Regions from separate parts of the Mus musculus genome. Here region 1 is linked to region 2. The links are chromatin contacts, called in public HiChIP or PLAC-seq maps. All regions are on one chromosome and are shown on one strand. Each heading gives the region's core, a stretch centred on a gene start, on an enhancer-like site or on the middle of the called end of the contact. The rest is flanking DNA. Distances are from core to core; before and after follow the strand shown. Region 1 holds the start of Rab5if (RAB5 interacting factor). Region 2 overlaps Soga1 (suppressor of glucose, autophagy associated 1).

Evidence for each region. HiChIP or PLAC-seq counts read pairs in DNA pulled down with a chosen protein or histone mark.
Region 1: a contact with region 2 is called in an H3K27ac HiChIP or PLAC-seq map of microglia, with 7 times the contacts expected there. The contact joins the promoter of Rab5if here to the enhancer-like site in region 2. A contact is called at or near these places in 2 of 39 promoter capture datasets (hippocampal neurons and neural stem cells), 2 of 484 Hi-C or Micro-C datasets (bone marrow-derived macrophages and embryonic stem cells), 33 of 115 datasets of contacts at active chromatin or transcription factors (the 230-238 cell line, the HPC-7 cell line, the SCID.adh cell line and 23 more) and 4 of 9 other capture datasets (adipose tissue, embryonic stem cells, liver and 1 more).

Annotation. Positions count from the first base shown.
Region 1 is chr2:156,860,905-156,864,565 of GRCm38.p6, forward strand. Rab5if (RAB5 interacting factor) reads left to right here and starts at 2,218. Exons shown (of 4, transcript NM_026124.3): 1 at 2,218-2,513. The coding sequence starts at 2,400. 5430405H02Rik (RIKEN cDNA 5430405H02 gene) reads right to left here and starts at 2,041. Exons shown (of 3, transcript NR_027914.1): 1 at 1,695-2,041.
Region 2 is chr2:157,056,838-157,060,110 of GRCm38.p6, forward strand. All of the region lies in intron 2 of Soga1 (suppressor of glucose, autophagy associated 1), which reads right to left. Among named protein-coding and RNA genes, the nearest start is that of Soga1, 21 kb to the right of the region's middle. Within about 2 kb of position 1,949, at least 137 of the 459 cell types and tissues checked have an H3K27ac peak or open chromatin away from gene starts, as enhancers often do. A contact at or near this core is called in differentiating embryonic stem cells, embryonic fibroblasts, embryonic forebrain and 8 more, where this site is marked.

The sequences.
Region 1 (3,661 bases), core at 968-3,467, 200 kb before region 2:
GATAACTTTTTAAGAGCATACACAGGCTGGCATGGTGAGGCCTGCTTTTAATCTCAGTACCCTGAGGAAGGAGACACAGCTGAAACTGTGTAAGTTTCAGATCAACCTGGCCTATATAGCAAACTCCAGGCCAGCCAAGGGCTCTATAGTGAGATCCTATTTCACACACACACACACACACACACACACACACACACACACACACACACACACCACACACACACACACACACACACACACACACACACACACACACACACACACACACACACACACACACACACACACACACACGACTGGAGAGAGATGGCACAGTGCTTACGAATTCTGGCTTAGGAACACACACACACACACACACACACGACTGGAGAGAGATGGCACAGTGCTTACGAATTCTGGCTTAGGAATTCAGTTCCGGGCTGGACAGAATTAAGAGCACTGATTGCTCTTTCAGAGGTCCTGAGTTCAATTCCCAGCACCCACATCATGGCTCATAACCATATGTAATGGGATTCAATGCCCTCTTCCTGTGTGTCTGAAGACAGCAACAGCATATATATGTACATATGTGTGTGTGTGTGTGTGTGTATATATATATACACATATATATTTGTGTATACACACACACACACACACACACACACATATATATATATATATACACACACATATAAAATAAACTTTTAAAAAAGAAATCAATTCCAAGCACCTGAATGACTGCGCCCAACTATCTGTAGGAGATATGTCGCCCTCTTAGGCAGCAGGCACACAAAGTGGTGCACACACAGACACACACACACACACACACACACTGCAGGCAAAACACCCATACTATGGAATGAAATAATTATTTTTAAAAAGAAAAGAACTCGGATTTAGAGTAAAATAAACCCAACTACTAACTCAATGATTCCAGGCAAATTACTTTGCCTTTATAAACTCACTGCATAAAAGTGATGTTCCGGGCTGGAGAGATGGCTCATAGATTAAGAACACTAGCTGCTCCTCCAGAGGTTCTAAGTTCAATTCCCAGCAACCACATGGTAGCTCATAACCATCTATAATGTGATCTGGTAACCTCTCTTCTGGCCTGCAGGCAAACATGCAGCCAGAACGATGTATACATAATAAACAATTCTTGGGGGGTTTTTCTTTTCTTTTGTTTTTTAGTGATATCCCTTAGCATAGCACATCCTGTGTGGCACCATCTGGAGGATGGGACTGATTTTGCTCATTTGTCTGTTTGAGGCAGCATCTCTCACTCTGTATGCTAGACCAGCTTCGCTGTGTAACCCAGGTCAGACGGGGCACGGGATCTTGGAATGTAGCCAGGCCAGCCTAACATTCCTCCCCGGGTTTGGACTGCAGACGAGTCACAGTGTACACCACAACGTGTCTTTGTACAAGTTCGCAGGGGGTGCTGCTCCTTCTGTCCTTTCAAAACACATCCTGGGAAGTGCTAACAACACACAGTGAGGACGGGGTAGCTAGCCCGACACCTACTACTTTTCTATTCCCCCTAGTGGGGTTCTCCCCTGGTTTCAACTTGCCTCATCCTTAGGAAAGAATTTCTCTCTTGGGATCTCAGCTTCACATTCGGATCTCAGAAGAGAACGCTGAGCAAGAGGAGACGTTAGGGTTCACAGAATTGTTTTTTTTCCCGTTGAGACAGGTTGTCGTGACCGGGGACTTACCATCCTCCAGCAGGTAGACAGGCTTGCACCATCGCCAGGCGAGGGAACTTTGGTTTGGTTTTTGTTTTTGTTTTGTTTTCCATAGTCATGAACAAAGTCGTGAATAACGTGTAGGTTTAGGAGAGAACGCACAGAAGGTAACTCCAGTGGGGCAGCCCAGGGCTTCCGGGGACCAAGGACCCGGCTCGGGAGGCGGAGCAGGATGCAAGGCCACTTCTTCTTTGTGTCGCTCCGGGGGACGAGCCGCGGCTCAGCCGGCAAGGAAACGTACAATCTCGGCTTTCCTCGGAGGGGCTGTGCCTCAGTCTTCACAGCGCCTCCTCGCGCACAGATCGCCTCCGGGCCGCACTTGTCCCTTCTCGCTCACCGTCCCCTGGCGTCCGCCGGAAGCTTCTGTCACTTCCGCCCACCGGAGGGGACGCTCGCGTCGAGGCGTCGCCGAGCTTCGGAGCCGACCGCCGCGTGGCCGCCGATTGGCTGCGTGCGCACGTCATCAGGGCCCCGCCCCTCCCTCGGCGGCGCCTGCTCCGTGGAGCTTAGCGAGCCGGCCGCTGGGCAGAGCGAGCAGAGCCTCGGCGGGCCACTGTCCCTCGCTGCCCGGACTACCGCTGCCGCCCCGCGCGCCGAGTCCCGCGGTCCCAGACCCCGACTCCCTTCGGCTTGGCCCGCGCGCCCCACGCCCGGCTCGGGCGGCGCGACGGGAGGATGAGCGGCGGGCGGCGGAAGGAGGAGCCGCCTCAGCCGCAGCTGGCCAACGGGGCCCTCAAGGTGTCCGTGTGGAGCAAGGTGCTGCGGAGCGACGCGGCCTGGGACGACAAGGTGCAGAAGGCCCGGCGAGGGAGGACGGGCCCGGGTCTCCCTCGCCCCGGCCAATCGGCCGGGCGCGGCCATGGGAGCAGGGAGCGGGGTGCCAAGGGGGCCGGCGCGTAGTGGAGCGAGCGGAGCCCCTGCTATCCCCCGCCGTTTGCTCCGCAGGATCCGGAGTAGTTAGCGCTTCTGAAGACTGCGCACGTGCCGGGTGCGGAATCCCTGAAGTGCGTTTACTTTGCACATTGCGAGGGGTGGCTCTGTCCTTGCTCGCTTAGATGAGAAAGAAGACATGCCCTGTGAGCTTTAAGATTCGAGAGCCGGTTCTAAGACCACCTTAAGAGGGTGTGAGTTAGTAAGAAAGTCGCTAGACATGGGTTAGAAGAGGTTGGGGACTTAAAGATGCACTCGCTGGTCATCTCCAGAGGATCTGAGCCTGGACGCCTCCTATCATTGCTCCATTCTGTGATCTTCAAGCCTGTCACCATTCAGCCCGATTCTAGATGGTTTGAAAAGAATGCTATATTTGGACTCCTTCCGTTGTTTGGACTGTTGAAATTGGGCTTCCCTCCCTTCAGTTCCGCCATGGAGGGGGGGAGTACTTCCTGAAGGTGCCCTTGGCCTGCCCCCAGCCCTGCCCAGCTCTTGCAAAACCTGTCGTCTTTGTGAACTGCTGTGTCATATTTTTTATCTTCCCCGGTCCAAGGACTGGTGTCTGGAGTCCAGGGCAGTTCACAAACCTGAGTGCTCTTTGTTGGGTGAAACTTAGATGAGCTGGCACAGGCCTAAGCACACACTTCTCCACCACCACACTTTCCTAACTCTGGCTTTCTCAAAAGTCGCTGTACAGGAAGGGTGGGAACTGAAGTTAATAGTTTTTCTTCCTGGAGACTCTCTAGAACTTAGCTGGCCAGCCAAGGGTTATCTGTGGCCAGGAGCACAGTGCCCATTGTCACTTCAAAACAAACTTCTATTTACGCAGCTTCTTTTAAAGAAGTAACGACTTCTCTAAAATATGGTAGAGAACAGGCTCTGGAATTAGTCACTTAATAGTCTAAATATATTGTTTCCCATCACACTTTAGTAGAAGGAATGACAGAAGAACCACATATGGAGCAAGGTGGTGGTGGTAGTGCACTGGGAGGCAGAGGTCGGGGAAT
Region 2 (3,273 bases), core at 699-3,198:
GACAGCTACAGTGTACTTACATATAATAAATAAATAATTCTTTAAAAAAAAAAAAAGGCCGGGCATGGTGGCGCACGCCTTTAATCCCAGCACTCAGGAGGCAGAGGCAGGCGGATTTCTGAGTTCAAGGCCAGCCTGATCTACAAAGTGAGTTCCAGGACAGCCAGGACTACACAGAGAAACACTGTCTCGAAAAACCAAAAAAATAAAAATAAATAAAAAGAAAGAAAGCACCCATCCCCTGGGAAGCTGCAGCATTCTAAACAGAAGAGCCTACAAGCTTAGATCCCTGCATCCAGTGCCTTGAAGCCTCCATTAGAGTCCGGAAGAAAAGGGTACCACCGCCCATATCCAGGCCCAGATTTCCAGTGGTCCCAGGGCCCTGGGCTCTCACGGGTCACTTATAGCCTCTCCAGGCTATAACCATAGGCTCTTCTCACCCTCAGGACATGTTTCATGACAGCTTTGAATCCCAGAAAGGAAAGGGCAGTTGCCCAAGGTCACATGACTAGGAAGGTAGCATGGGTCAACTATGAAGCTGATGATGCCGAAGAAGGGCAAGCTTGAAGGACTACAATGATTAACAATGGCCTGTCAACAGCAAGTCCCAACACAACTTTCTATGTCCAAAGAGCCTGAAGGGCCTTGTGTGCCTGTCTCATTGAGCCCCGAAGTTATAAGCAGGGAGACAAAGAGGAGAGGCAGCCTTGGACACACAGCAAATGCCTAAAGCACAAACAAATGTGCTCATCCATGAGGTCACTATTCACAGTGCTGGTCCCTGCCAAAGGCCAGCAGCAGCGGTGGCCCCCAGCTCCTGGGTAGATCAGTCTCTGGGCTCTGAACCTGGGATTGCAGTGCGACCCTGTGGCTCTGATCTTCAAGGAGAGAGATGGAAATCATAAGCAGTACCTCAGGCCAGGCAAGCATCCTGAGGCATGTGTGACCAAACTCAAAAATCACATGATGGGTGTTGTCACGCCATTTGACAGAGGGAAACTGAGGCTCCAAGGAGGAAGTGATGCAGGTCACCCAGGACACAGAGCCAAGGCCAGAGCATCCTTATAGAAGGATGGGGTACATGTTACTGACATGTTCTGGGGCTCTCTACAGGAAAAGCAGTGGATCCCAGAGTCCCCCAGCCGAGGCTCCTCCCATCACGTGCTCCTATGATTGGTGCCATGCCTACCACACAGGACTCTATTTTGTAATTTCATTTTATAGTCATGAAAGTCTCTATAGGGGGCTGGAGAGATGGCTCAGCGGTTAAGAGCACTGGCTGCTCTACCAGAGGTCCTGAGTTCAATTCCCAGCAACCACATGGTGGCTCACAACCATCTGTACTGAAATCTGGTGCCTCTTCTGGTGTTGAGGCATATATGTAAGCAGAAAGCTACAGACATAGTAAATAAAGGTTTGTTTGTGTGTTTTTTTTTTAAAGTCTCTATAGGATACTAAACTTATCTCCATGTTCCACAGTGGAAACAGGATCAGAGATTGAAGCAGCTTACCCAAGCCCACACGGCCATAAAGTGGCCAGACCATCCTCATGCTAGCGGGTCTCCCTGTTGAGGGTCGGAGATCTTGTTAACTGTGTGGACCAGCAAAAGGAGCCTGGGAGGGTTGTTCTGGGGTGGCGGCTGGGGAATCTCACTAATAACATACCAGCTCAATAAAACCACCGGAGCTCAAAAGCCCTGCAGGGCACAGGGCCAAGGAGCCTGCTGAGCAGGAGAGGAATCCCTAGGCATACCCCCCACCTCCGTCCCCGCCCCCAGTCCCTCTCCACCTGGTTGAGAGGTGCCTAGGGGAAGACAGGGAAGTCAGCATTCTGAGGACCTCCATAATTGCCTCTAACATCCCCAGCACACTGGGAGGAAGGGTGATGGCAAAACTGTGCGGCCCGCTAAGACAGAGCCAGAACATGAGCTCAGCGTTGCAGCTGCGGGGGTGGGCAGGAGCAGCGCGGGCATGCAGATTGGCTCGTTCAAATCCTAACAGAAGGGGCCCTTCCCCTCCTCCTGGAGGGCTGAGCCCCACCCCCATCCCAGCTGCTCTGGCCCCGCCCACCAGCCTGCTCCCCACCTCTCTTCTCGGTCTTGCTTGTCTAGGGTCCCTCCCAGATTCAAAGACCAGGGCCCAACCGCAGATTCGCCTGAACGGCTCGCTCCGCTCTTTCCCTCCCTGCTCTGTCTCCTACCGATGAGGGAACCGGGGAGTTGTTAGGTTGTTTTTTTTTTAAATCGTGTTTTGTTTATGATTTTTTGGATAACAAGATCTTAGTGTGCAGTCAAGGAAACTGGCTCCACACAGGTTCACAGGCTTGCATAGAGTCTCAACGCTGGTCACAGAATGAACAGTGTCCTTTCTGAATGCCCTGCAGGGCTGGATTCTCAGGGCTTTCCAGCAGCAGGTGTGTGGCTTGCTCAGCACCTGCCTGCCCTCCGGGGCCCTTGGGATCTTTCCCCAAGGAAGTCCTGGATCTTTCCCAGGCTCACGCCCTCTTCCCCCTTGGGCTACCTGCAGAACTCCTAGGCTCCTCCCAGTTCTGTACCGGTCGCAGCACCCTGAGTTCCTTGTTCACACTGGACTGAGTTCTGAGAGCGGAGGCTGGCTCAGGGTCCCCACATTTTGGGGGCTTACATAAGACAGACTGGCAATGGGGACTTCTCTCCTCCATCCCCGACCTAAGTGGCGCCATTCAGGCTTTCTCCTTAGGCAGAGAAGCAGCAGGTTCCAGCAGTGAGGTCTGAGAGGTGGATGGGCCTGACGTCTTGACCCTGGATAGGTGCTTCTCTCCTCTGAGGCCCAGCCCCCTCCTCCAGAAAACGGATGCAGTAATAATAGCTACTCACTGTCAGTCCCTCTGGTGTCTTAGCCAGGGTTTTAATATTCTGGATTGTAGGTTCTTATACCCATTTTGCAGATGAGGACATTGAAATATAGAAGACTTGATTAAAACCTCAAAGCCCAAGTATCCTGGAGCCCAGCTCTGAACCATCCTGGTTCAGCTGCAGTCTTCCCATAAGAAGCCTGTGGTGCTGAGCAGGGACCATAAGTAGGGCCTACTCAGAGGCCAAAGCCACATACAAAGCAGACATACAAGAAACGGCCTCTTGCTGCTTCAGAAGGGTTCTTGTCATACCATTTCCTGGCTATCCTGTTTGGAGGATGTGTTGATCCACCAGGGGTCCCCACTTTGAAGATGGAAAAACTGAGGCCCAGAGAGGCAGGATAATTTGCTCAAGGCAAGCAGTAAGCCACAGGCCTAAC